Regions from separate parts of the Columba livia genome. Here region 2 is linked to region 1. A link is a contact called in public Hi-C data. All regions are on one chromosome and are shown on one strand. Each heading gives the region's core, a stretch centred on a gene start, on an enhancer-like site or on the middle of the called end of the contact. The rest is flanking DNA. Distances are from core to core; before and after follow the strand shown.

The links. Hi-C and Micro-C count contacts between places; a contact is called where the count stands out from the background.
Region 2: a Hi-C map of liver shows a contact between it and region 1, with 4 times the contacts expected there. The contact joins two enhancer-like sites. A contact is called at or near these places in 2 of 2 Hi-C or Micro-C datasets (crop and liver).

The regions. Positions count from the first base shown.
Region 1 is chr19:4,809,494-4,814,499 of bColLiv1.pat.W.v2, forward strand. ABL1 (ABL proto-oncogene 1, non-receptor tyrosine kinase) reads right to left here. Exons shown (of 11, transcript XM_065035191.1): 4 at 4,478-4,750; 5 at 552-636; 6 at 21-198. Among named protein-coding and RNA genes, the nearest start is that of QRFP, 21 kb to the left of the region's middle. Within about 2 kb of position 2,403, at least 1 of the 3 cell types and tissues checked has an H3K27ac peak away from gene starts, as active enhancers do.
Region 2 is chr19:4,851,721-4,856,726 of bColLiv1.pat.W.v2, forward strand. The region is part of intron 1 of ABL1 (ABL proto-oncogene 1, non-receptor tyrosine kinase); the gene reads right to left. Among named protein-coding and RNA genes, the nearest start is that of ABL1, 17 kb to the right of the region's middle. Within about 2 kb of position 2,656, at least 1 of the 3 cell types and tissues checked has an H3K27ac peak away from gene starts, as active enhancers do.

The DNA.
Region 1 (5,006 bases), core at 1,153-3,652:
GTGCCCACTGTCCTTCCTACCTGTGAATGAAGTTTTTCTTCTCCAGGTACTCCATGGCCGAGGAGATCTGAGTTGCCATGTACAGCAGCACCACAGCGTTCACCTCCTGCCGGTTACACTCGCGCAGATAATCCAGCAGATTCCCGTACGTCATGAACTCCGTAATGATGTAGAAAGGAGGTTCCCGTGTGCACACCCCTAGGGACCAGCAGAAAGTTTACAAGGAATGTTTGAGAATATCAGTGAATCTTCTCCAGGGCAATTTAAACCCTCTAGAAGGCAGAAATATGGGGCTCACAGAAAGAATGAGTTCTGCTTGGAAATGGTTAATAGAGGGTTTTAATTCCCTGCTTCGGGCTCTGGCAATTTAAACATTAGGGAGACGAGATCCTTAAAAATCATGTATTAGTGGTACAAATTGTGAATTTTGCCAGACAATAAGTGTCTGTATTTAAAGCCTTGGTATGGTAAGCAGCTTATCTGCTCCTTAACATCCATATCATTGCACAAGAGTTCAGTTCCAATCCCTCTGCTTAGTATTTATCACTTACCCAATAATTGCACCAAGTTCGGATGCTTGATCTCCTTCATTACTGCAGCTTCTTTCAAGAACTCTTCCACCTCCATGGTATCCTCCTGCAGAACAATGGCAAAGCTTTGGCAAGGACAGCGCGCACAAAGAAGGAGCAGATTTTTTGTATGTGGACGCAAAAACGAACTGCAAAGTGACAACATAAGCCACAGTTCTTTTAAGGTAATTTTTCCCTGTAGCCACATCACAATGCCAGGGAATTAGGAACGTTGGGGTGTTTTTTTTTGTAGGATTTAAAAACGTATATATTTTTATCATTCCTATTCTAACATAGCTTTTTGGGGCAAGAAAATCCATATCCCTTTTGTGAAAGGCCTCTCACAGGACCATTCAGGAGTTGAAAAGGAATAATGTGCTTGTTCCTAACAGAGCAGAAGATAACACAAAATAAAAAGTACAGAAAAAAACCAAGAAGCAACAGAAAAGGAAGGATTCGCCACAATCGAATGCTTGAGAAGCAGCTGAAATGCGGGTCCCCGGTTTCACTGGGCAGGAACAAGAAATCCCCCCGTTCAGACGGGGGCAGGACCGACAGCAGCTTCTCCTTAATTGAAATCCCGAGGTTTCACAGATTTCTGGCATTTAGAGCCTGACCCATGACGTAACGTCCAGGCAGACGTGTCACCACCTATTTGTTGAACGCCATAAAGTTGCTTGGCACAACACAAACCCGAGGAAGATAAGATCTTGCTCAAAAGACATATTTTTCAGAAGAAAATACACCCCAAATGGCCAGAAGGTCATTTCAAAGTGGTGTAAAAGCACGGATCTATTCCTAAAGCAATGTTTCTTTCTATATCCATATTTTTTTTTTCATCGGTGGATTAATGTTGACAGGCTACATGGACGAAGTGTTTTAAGGAAGGATTGGGAAGGATTTACTGCTGCTGGTGAGCATGATAACAGTGGGCAGCTTGCTGTGCAATCCAGCCAGCTCCCCGCTCTGCAGTTAGCAACCAGAACCCTTCTCAAACAGTTTCATTCAATCATTTACTATTCCTTGCCAATTAGCTTGATTGGCAGCTGCGATTTGCTGAACACATTCTGTCAAAACTAATAGCCCAAAGGTCCTTGTGAGTAGATCCTTAAACTGTTTTCTTTGGCAGAGGAAACCGGGTTAACAATCCAGGTTGCAAAATTACCCTAAATATGCATTTATCTTACGCACGCCATACAGGCTCTGCAAGGTCGCTCCTCTGCACAGCTGTGCCACCTTTTTAAATCTCTCACCTTTCAGTGACCAAATTAATAAGAAGGACACATACAGAGCACTACTGTAAAATGATCTCTCTGAAAACCCGATCTTATGCAAAGGATCAAGCTTAACCAATTTCCTTCTTCCACCGGACAAAGCCACGGAAGAAATAAACCAGTTCTGGCTACACAATATTCTCCTAGCAGAGCACAGGTCCACTCCCTGGCATTAAGGGACATCAGGGTTGCATGTTGCCTAATTTGAAACACAGGCTTCTCTGCTGGGGAAAACAATAAGAAAAAATAAGAGGCAGTCTTGAGGATGGCGACTGAATAGTGCAGTGAGGAACATGCTGAGATTAAATGGCCTTTAAATGGCCCTCGCGGGGAACAAGCGCTGGGCATGGTCACAGCAGGCGGCATTCAGTCCAGCGACACACAGGTCACAGCCCCACTCCTACTTCATGCTCCTCTCCATCAACATCTGGTGTAAAACCCCAAATTCTGAGTGTGTCGTGGTACGATGACAGACCCTTATAAACACCAATGTGTCCTGCGCAATGCACATGATCTGTTTTAACTGGAAGCATCTAATTAGCAAGGCATTGACCAGGACTTGCCAGTAAAATGCAACCAAGGAACGGCGTGTGCTGCTGTGCTCGCCGCCTTGCGCGATCCAGCGGTTTGCACCAGCTGTGAGCCACGCTGAGAGACTTCATAGAAAACCAACAACAAATGGGTGTTTGTAAGCATCACTGTTCAAAAAGAAGCTGGAACAATGGTTTTTCCCCTTTAGTCCCCCCCCCTCCTTTATCTTTCTTATCAAGCTGGCTGGAGTACATGGGGAAGGATCACGAAGAGTCACATGAAATTGTGAAGAATATTCTCTCAGAGGAAAATAAAGTGAGTCATGTGAAGGTTTGTGCAGAAGCTGCGGAGGGCTTGTTTTCCCCAGCAGAACTGGGATATAAATGTGATTTTAAAATGTTTCCCAAAACTTTGAAGCAAGCTATAATCCCAGCTGTCAGGCAGTGCGCTGATGGATTTAAAGAAGGTGGATTATAAATTTGCTTTTAAGGATGGGTTTAGTGTGCGTAATTGCAGGTTGAAGTGTTTCTCAACTCTCTTCTTGGTGACTCTTACATTCCCCAGTGGAACATGCTGCTTCATACTACATTATGAACCGCTTTTACTTATGTTGCATTAAATATTTATTTGATATATTTGAAACAGCCATGGTCTGTATTTAGGCTTCTCCTATGCACTAACACATTTTATTGGATGACACACAATTTGCTTTTGCTGATGGGTTTTAGAGAGAAGAGAATGAAAGTAACAACTACAGTTTGGAGCAAAAATGAGAAATCTGAAGACATGGAATATCCTCACGCTGCATCCGGAAGCAGGAAGAGAGATGTTATAGCAAATTATGTTCCTGGAAACAACCAGTCTCTCCTGTTCAGGAGAAACAGGCGTTTTGTTCAGCCTGGTCACATCCCAGCTCCATCCGCACCACAACGCTCCGAGCAAGCCCTGCGGTCCCCAGCGCGACGGATCCGAGCTGGGATGTCACTAGGTGTCACTCGCTCCCTGTGCAAGCAGGAGCTTGGACTCTCCACTGGGGAGCAGCAACAGGAATCTCCAGAGGACAAAAAAGGCCAAAATGAAAGTACTTTCTGCAACCATGGCAACCGAGAATTACTGAGGTAGCCGCTGCTCAGAGAGTAAGGAAGAAATATTTTCCCCAAATCAAGGAAATGTTCTTCCCCCGACACTAAAGCATCTACACAGTTCTCTCCACTTCAAAGTTTCCACTGCAAAAAACCCAAGAAACAAACAAAAAACCCCGTTCTGTTTGTTTCTGCAAGACCAAACCACATCCCCATTCGAGGAGAGAGAACACGGTGTCAAGTTAGCATAAACTCCTATTAAGCAATCAAATGCAATGTGCGTGGATGGTGCCAGAAGATCTCAAGACATTTCTTATAAACATAAATGAATTAAGCAATGACCTTATGAACTCACAGAGCATTATTTGCATTTCAATAGACACGGAAACCAAGACACAAATCAGGGAGCAGAGCCAGAAACAGAACTGATTATCCAGTTCCTCGTTAAAGCCACTTATGAATGCTAATATATTTTAGCTTGGAAACACTTTTTTCTCCTCTTGTATCTTTTGATAAGAAGCAGCTGTGAACAATTGCATAAGACTTGCAGGTACACAGGGAGCTTGTCTTTTGGGTAAGACGCCACATAAGACACAAAATCAAAACATGCAAAGCCTCCCTGAAGCGCAGCCTTTGAATTCTATATTGACTGACTCCCAATTCACAATTTTCCTTAACACAGCAGCTTGTGTTAGTGCATTCATGCGTGAACAGCCCTCCTTTACTACACCCGGAATGGGAGACATCATGGTACTATTTACTTGTCTAAGGTTTCATCTGTTCTAAAGTAAAAATCACGCTGTTATCATCTTCCTTTGTTGAGTTACAAGTGTTTCAGGTATCACCTAAAACCATAATAGGATCAAGCTCTTTCAAAAATACTCATATTTCAAACAGCACAGAAAGGAAAGGTTGTCACCAACCCAAACTGCCTTAACTAAGGCTGAGAGCAGGCAACCAGCCCAAACTCGGTTCCTGCTAAAAGGAGATGAACGGGAACGCTCTGAGATTTGAGTCCTACCTTGAGAGTCTTCACAGCCACCGTAAGGTTGTACTTCTTCCAGACTCCTTCATACACCTCTCCATACTGTCCTCCACCAAGCTTGTGCTTCATCGTGATGTCAGTTCGCTCTATCTCCCACTTGTCGTAGTTTGGAGACACGCCGTAAATAGTGGGCTTATTGCGTTTGGGCGCCGGGTAGTGCAAAGTGGTGATGAGCCCATCTGCAACGGTTGAATGATGATGGACCAGCTCTGCCAAGGTGTTGAAACGGCTCTCTGAAGAGACATACAGCTAGGGACCAAAGAGAGAGAGAGAACTCAATCACACATCAGAGCATTCGTATGTAGAAACTACATTATAAAATTGTGAAACCAGAGTGTTGCATCACATCTACTCGATCTGCAGTACTATGAGCTCCACCAGCTCCGTTACCAGTTCTGAGAGCTGCCAACAATCAACACGTACATGGAAATGCATGGATTCAGGAGAAAATACATGCACTTCGCTAGTAACAATGCGAAAGGAATGACTGCAAATAGCATTAAAT
Region 2 (5,006 bases), core at 1,406-3,905, 42 kb after region 1:
AAGTACTAATGATGTCACGTACGCACAACTACTCGTGCACATCAACCAGCGAACTGCATTCGATTTTTCAGACTGCTCCCAGGCAGGGATCCAGCACGTACATCGTTTCTACCACTTACCCAGTTCTGGTTGAATGCAAAAATTCATTATTCATTTAATTCTAAGGAACAGCTGAAGGGCCCAATCAGCAGCAGAGCGCCCCAGAGCTCTCAGCGCCATCGTTCTTGGGTTAAGACCACGCCGTCATTTTCTTAAGGGATTCGAAAGCAAAAACAAAGCCATAAATTATTTTCTAATTGCTCCGAAGTGAACAAAGGCAGAAAATGACCCGCTGCGTCCCAACTCTTCCAAAGGCACACGTGAATAAACAGGACTGCTGGAAGTCCAACAAACTGACAGCCCATCCCGGGGAACACAAAGAGGAATGTTTGCCTAAACACCGCTTTACAGCAAGACTGTAATCAAAGAAAAAAACCATGTATGATAAGAAAGATTCCTGGTGGTTCTGGCACAGCGATTATTTTCTACGTAATCGGGAAAGTTTGGAAACATTTGAATATGCTGTTTTGCTGGCAGCCTTTCAAAAGAAAGAAAACACCCAAATGGCTGCGCTTAAAACAGCAAACAAGGCCCCAAACCGGTTACTAAACCAAAGCGTTACAGATCCACGGGAAAAAGCAGCGCATTTCTTCGCATTTTCTGCCCTACGAATGAAGAGATAATGGAAGCCTGTACAGATATCTGGCGTTAGCCTGCCCACAGGACGGGGGTATAACTATTACAAGTTAAAATAATCAACTTGCTTTTATCGAGGAGTCAAACAAAAGAGTAGAGAGGAGGGCTCCAGCTGCACATCTCAGCGGGGACCGCACCGGGCAACGTGACACCATCAGATATTCTGTCCCGAACATGGGCCCTCCTGTGAGGAGTGCTCAGTAGGGCCAGATCCGATGGCTTTGAAACTGATCCATTAGCCGTGCTAGGTTTGCAGGAAATCCCGCTGGCTTGCGTTTTCTGAAGTGACTAGAGATGAAACAAAGAGGCAGAAAAATCATGTAAATAGGAAAAATAGGAACGGCGAGAGTACCAGTCAAAACAAGTGAGTAACAGCGAGAGAGGAAGATAAACTGGCCTTCTCTGTTCAATGGAAGCACGAAGTTCTTGCTTAAAAGCTTCTTACAACAATGGGAGTTATCACTTCAAAATCCTACCAAAAGACAACGTGTGCTGACCAAACGACGCTCTTGTCAAGAGAAGATGAGCCCAATAAATGAATATTGCTTCCGAAAACCCACCGATGTTCCTGTGTTGTACGTCAGCTCTCCCTAGAGGCAACGGCCTGCATGGGAAGGACTTAACCTCGATACGACTTATCTAGAGGGAAAGAAAAGATAGCACAGCTCATGGACACGGGGTTTGGGTTTTAATACAAGTTAATACTGTTTATCTGAACCAGGTCGACACAGGTAGCTGTGGAATATAATGGGATTGTGATGAAAAGAAATACACAGCCTGAACTTTTAAGCCACAAAACCAGCGCTGACTAAGCCAACAATTCATTGGGTATTTTTTCCAAAATTGGGAGGGGAAGAAGAAGATATATATACTGAAATACAAGCTAAATCACACAGCAGGTATTTCTCAGATGCATGGGAATAAAACATACTGCAAGGCATTATTAATGTTTAGCATGTAGGTCTGTTACACCACAGTTTATCATCAGCTATCTTCAATAACCTCAAAACCCATGCTTAAATCAACCTGGAGTTCTCCAGAAAACAAAAGCCACGGGTGCAGAGCCTGGAGGGGATCTCAGTGGGCCATGCTGTGCCATTCCAGCTGCAGTGTGCAGGCTGGCACACCGCTGATTTACACCCACAAACCCCCAAAACGCCTCCACGGGCAAGACCACGGCTGTGAAAGGAGCCAGAAGGCACAGCCCCTTTCATTAGTCATGTTGACAAATCAGAAATAACTCAAGGTATCTTAATTACAAAGCCCGAAATTCACTTTCACAGCTCACCGGGAGTAGTGGGAAAGGAATCAATCCTTCAAGGGAAAGGAATGAGCTGGTTAAAGTTGTTAGAGATGGTAAAGGGGCTGCAAATGCTGGGTTTAAGTTGATAAAAATACTGCAATGAATCATTCCTAATCAGGGTTTTTTCCACACTGTTATTTTATTTTCAAGATGCTTGTTATCCTGTAACAACTGAAATTAAAAGATCATCCTGAATTTCCCCGTTAGCACCCCCCCAAGCCCTAGAACAGGCATCCCAAACCCATATAACCTGAGTTATTGAACCGACAGCCGCAGCACATTTAGGAGCTCCCGGCATAAAAGCCCCATTGAAGGCAGCTCTGGAGGGGACTCCGCGTGTTGACCCCGGGCAGACGTGGCAACATTCGCCTGAAATGTAGAGGCCTGGCATCAAAAGGTGTTTTGTTCAGGAGGCCGAAAAACACCCCCCCCAACACACACCTCCCCACAGAAAGCCCCAACCACTCAGCTGTGCAACATGGGGGCTTGAAGGCTTTCACAAAACAAAATGATGGTAGGAAAACCTGCTCTAGCCTCCCCAGAGAAAGCAGGGATTCCAGCAGCCGCCCAGGAAAGACCTAATATAAGCTGTAAGACTAATTGCAGCTTCTAATAGGGAGGCTGCTCCTCTCTCTCTATAGATATATCTCTAATTGAGCAGGATAGCCAGCTATCAGGACAGAAGAGGAAATCTGCTCTTCTCTCCGGGAGAAACGTAATGACATGATGGCAAAGTGTTTTTATCAGCTCCCCAGACCGCGCCATTCATCAGGAGGAGAATGGACCGGGAGAACAATCAGAAATCCATTAGCAAGCTGCCGCTCGGCTCTGCGGCTGCCCCGGCTCCGATCAAATGTCAGAGCGCTCAATGGCTTGGACGACTTGAAAGGAAGAAAGGACTTGGGAATTGTTTCGAACCAATAAAGATATTATTACAATTATGAGCTTTTATTAGCATCAGGGCAACCACTTGCAGTTTACATCGTGCCGTTAACTTAGTGTCTCGATTTTGGAACAGAAGCTTCCAGCAGGATTAAAAAGGAGAAAGATCTGCCCCAGTCCCACCAACTCACACCAGGAGGAAAGCGGTGGGGAAAATGGAGACAGAGGTGGGGGCTGCTCCTTGGCTGCTTTTAATATCTCAGCTTCTCCCCCCTGTCTTCAGAAGCCAGGGCTCCACTGTGAAATACTGCAAACTTGCAAGAAAATAGCAAGAATTACCAACGCTGCTATTTACTAGCAGGGGAGTGACCCCATAAGAATACATGAGCTCATCATCGGTATTTCATCCCGCTCTTGTGCTAAGCTGCAGGCTCATTTCTGCCGCTCGGAACACTTTGTTGTCCACGTATCACAGCACGAGAGGGATCCAAAACCAATCTGCTCTATCACAGTCTTCCTCTCTCCCAGTTACTTCTGCCTTTAGATGAAAGGCGATTACGCTGTTTATAAAGCAATGCAAACAACCAGGTTCGTATATCTACATTTGTACATTAAAAACAAATGTTGTAGCATCTCCAGCGTTATTTACAACGTGTCTGAAAGCTATTATCTGAGCTATTATCTGGCACAGAGACTAGAATAAGATATTCTGAGCGTATTAGCAGCATATCGCATATTGAAATCATTTGTGCAGATTCTCTCCATTTGTATACTGTTGATGCTTAAAATATAATGAAGAATTTACAATAGAAAACTTGCTTATGTACTAGGAAGTAGGGAAAAAATAATAACTTTTAAAAAACCAAGAAATTCTCCAGTGCAAATATTTTCAACTGCAACTGATTCTCATTATCTTTCATCTGCCAAAAAAAACAAATTAAAATATCAATCAAATGTAGTGATCCAGGTAAAAGTCTTAAACTGCATCTTTGGTTCAATAACAGCAATTATTGTGTCATTGTTCTCAACTCATTGAGGTCTTCAAATGAGATCAGAAATGACTACAGAAGAAAAAGGAAGAGCAGCCACAAAATCTCAACAAAAACCTCGTCATCCACACCACCTGAATCACATGTGAATATTTTTACCACTAAAACAGGTAAGAGTAAAATGCAATTAAGGTTGCCAGTATTTCCGTTATGAAACGCTAGCCATAGAAACGACTACTGTAAAGTCTTTGCACTTTTTATTTAGTATATTTTTTTTAATTTTGCAAGTAAAAGCCAGCCTGAAGCTTTGGAGTGTGCTAAACTCGGCAGGATCGGATCCTTGAGCACTAAAGGCTGCTGAGCAAGGCTGAGACACATTTCCCATGACATTGGGAGTTCCACGTGTGTCCAGTGCTTGCTTTAAGCTGGAATGCCCAGCTATTCTAATTTACACACAGGAGCAGGCTTGTGTCACAGCAGCTGGTGTCATCTTAACACTCTGCTTATTTTCCACCAAGACAATAGGAAAGGTATATCCAGCTAAGCAGCCTCACAAATTATTAAAAGAGCATTTTAATCCACACCTGTCCCAGTGACTTTTCTTCATCTGCACGTGGACATTGAAACACTGTCAGGAGTGGAAGGGACTCACTAGTGGGAAACTCCTCAGCCGCTCCACAGGTACCACAGAACTCCAGGTCTCCCAGTAGTTCCAGTGCTCCACAAGCTGAGCTTTCCTAAGCAAACTACTGGCAGTGATACCCGCTAAATTATCTTTATTTCAGAAAAGCCATTTAGGGGTATTTAGGCTCTGATCCTTCACATGCCAAACGTCAGTGCCAGTGAATCTTTAAGCAGCAGTTAAGAACTGGTGCGGGGGGTGATTTGCTCCCTGGTCACAGGTCTCGCGTGTTCACATAACCCAGCCTGGCAGGGACCGGCCACCACCAGCGATCCCAATGGGACACGGCTGGTACCAGACGGGATGAGCTGTTGGTTACAGTCCAGCTCCTTCCAGCCAGACACCCCCCCCGCCTTGCCGACAGCCTCCACAGCTGGGAAACGGGCAGAACATTCAAAAATGCCCTTTCTCTCCC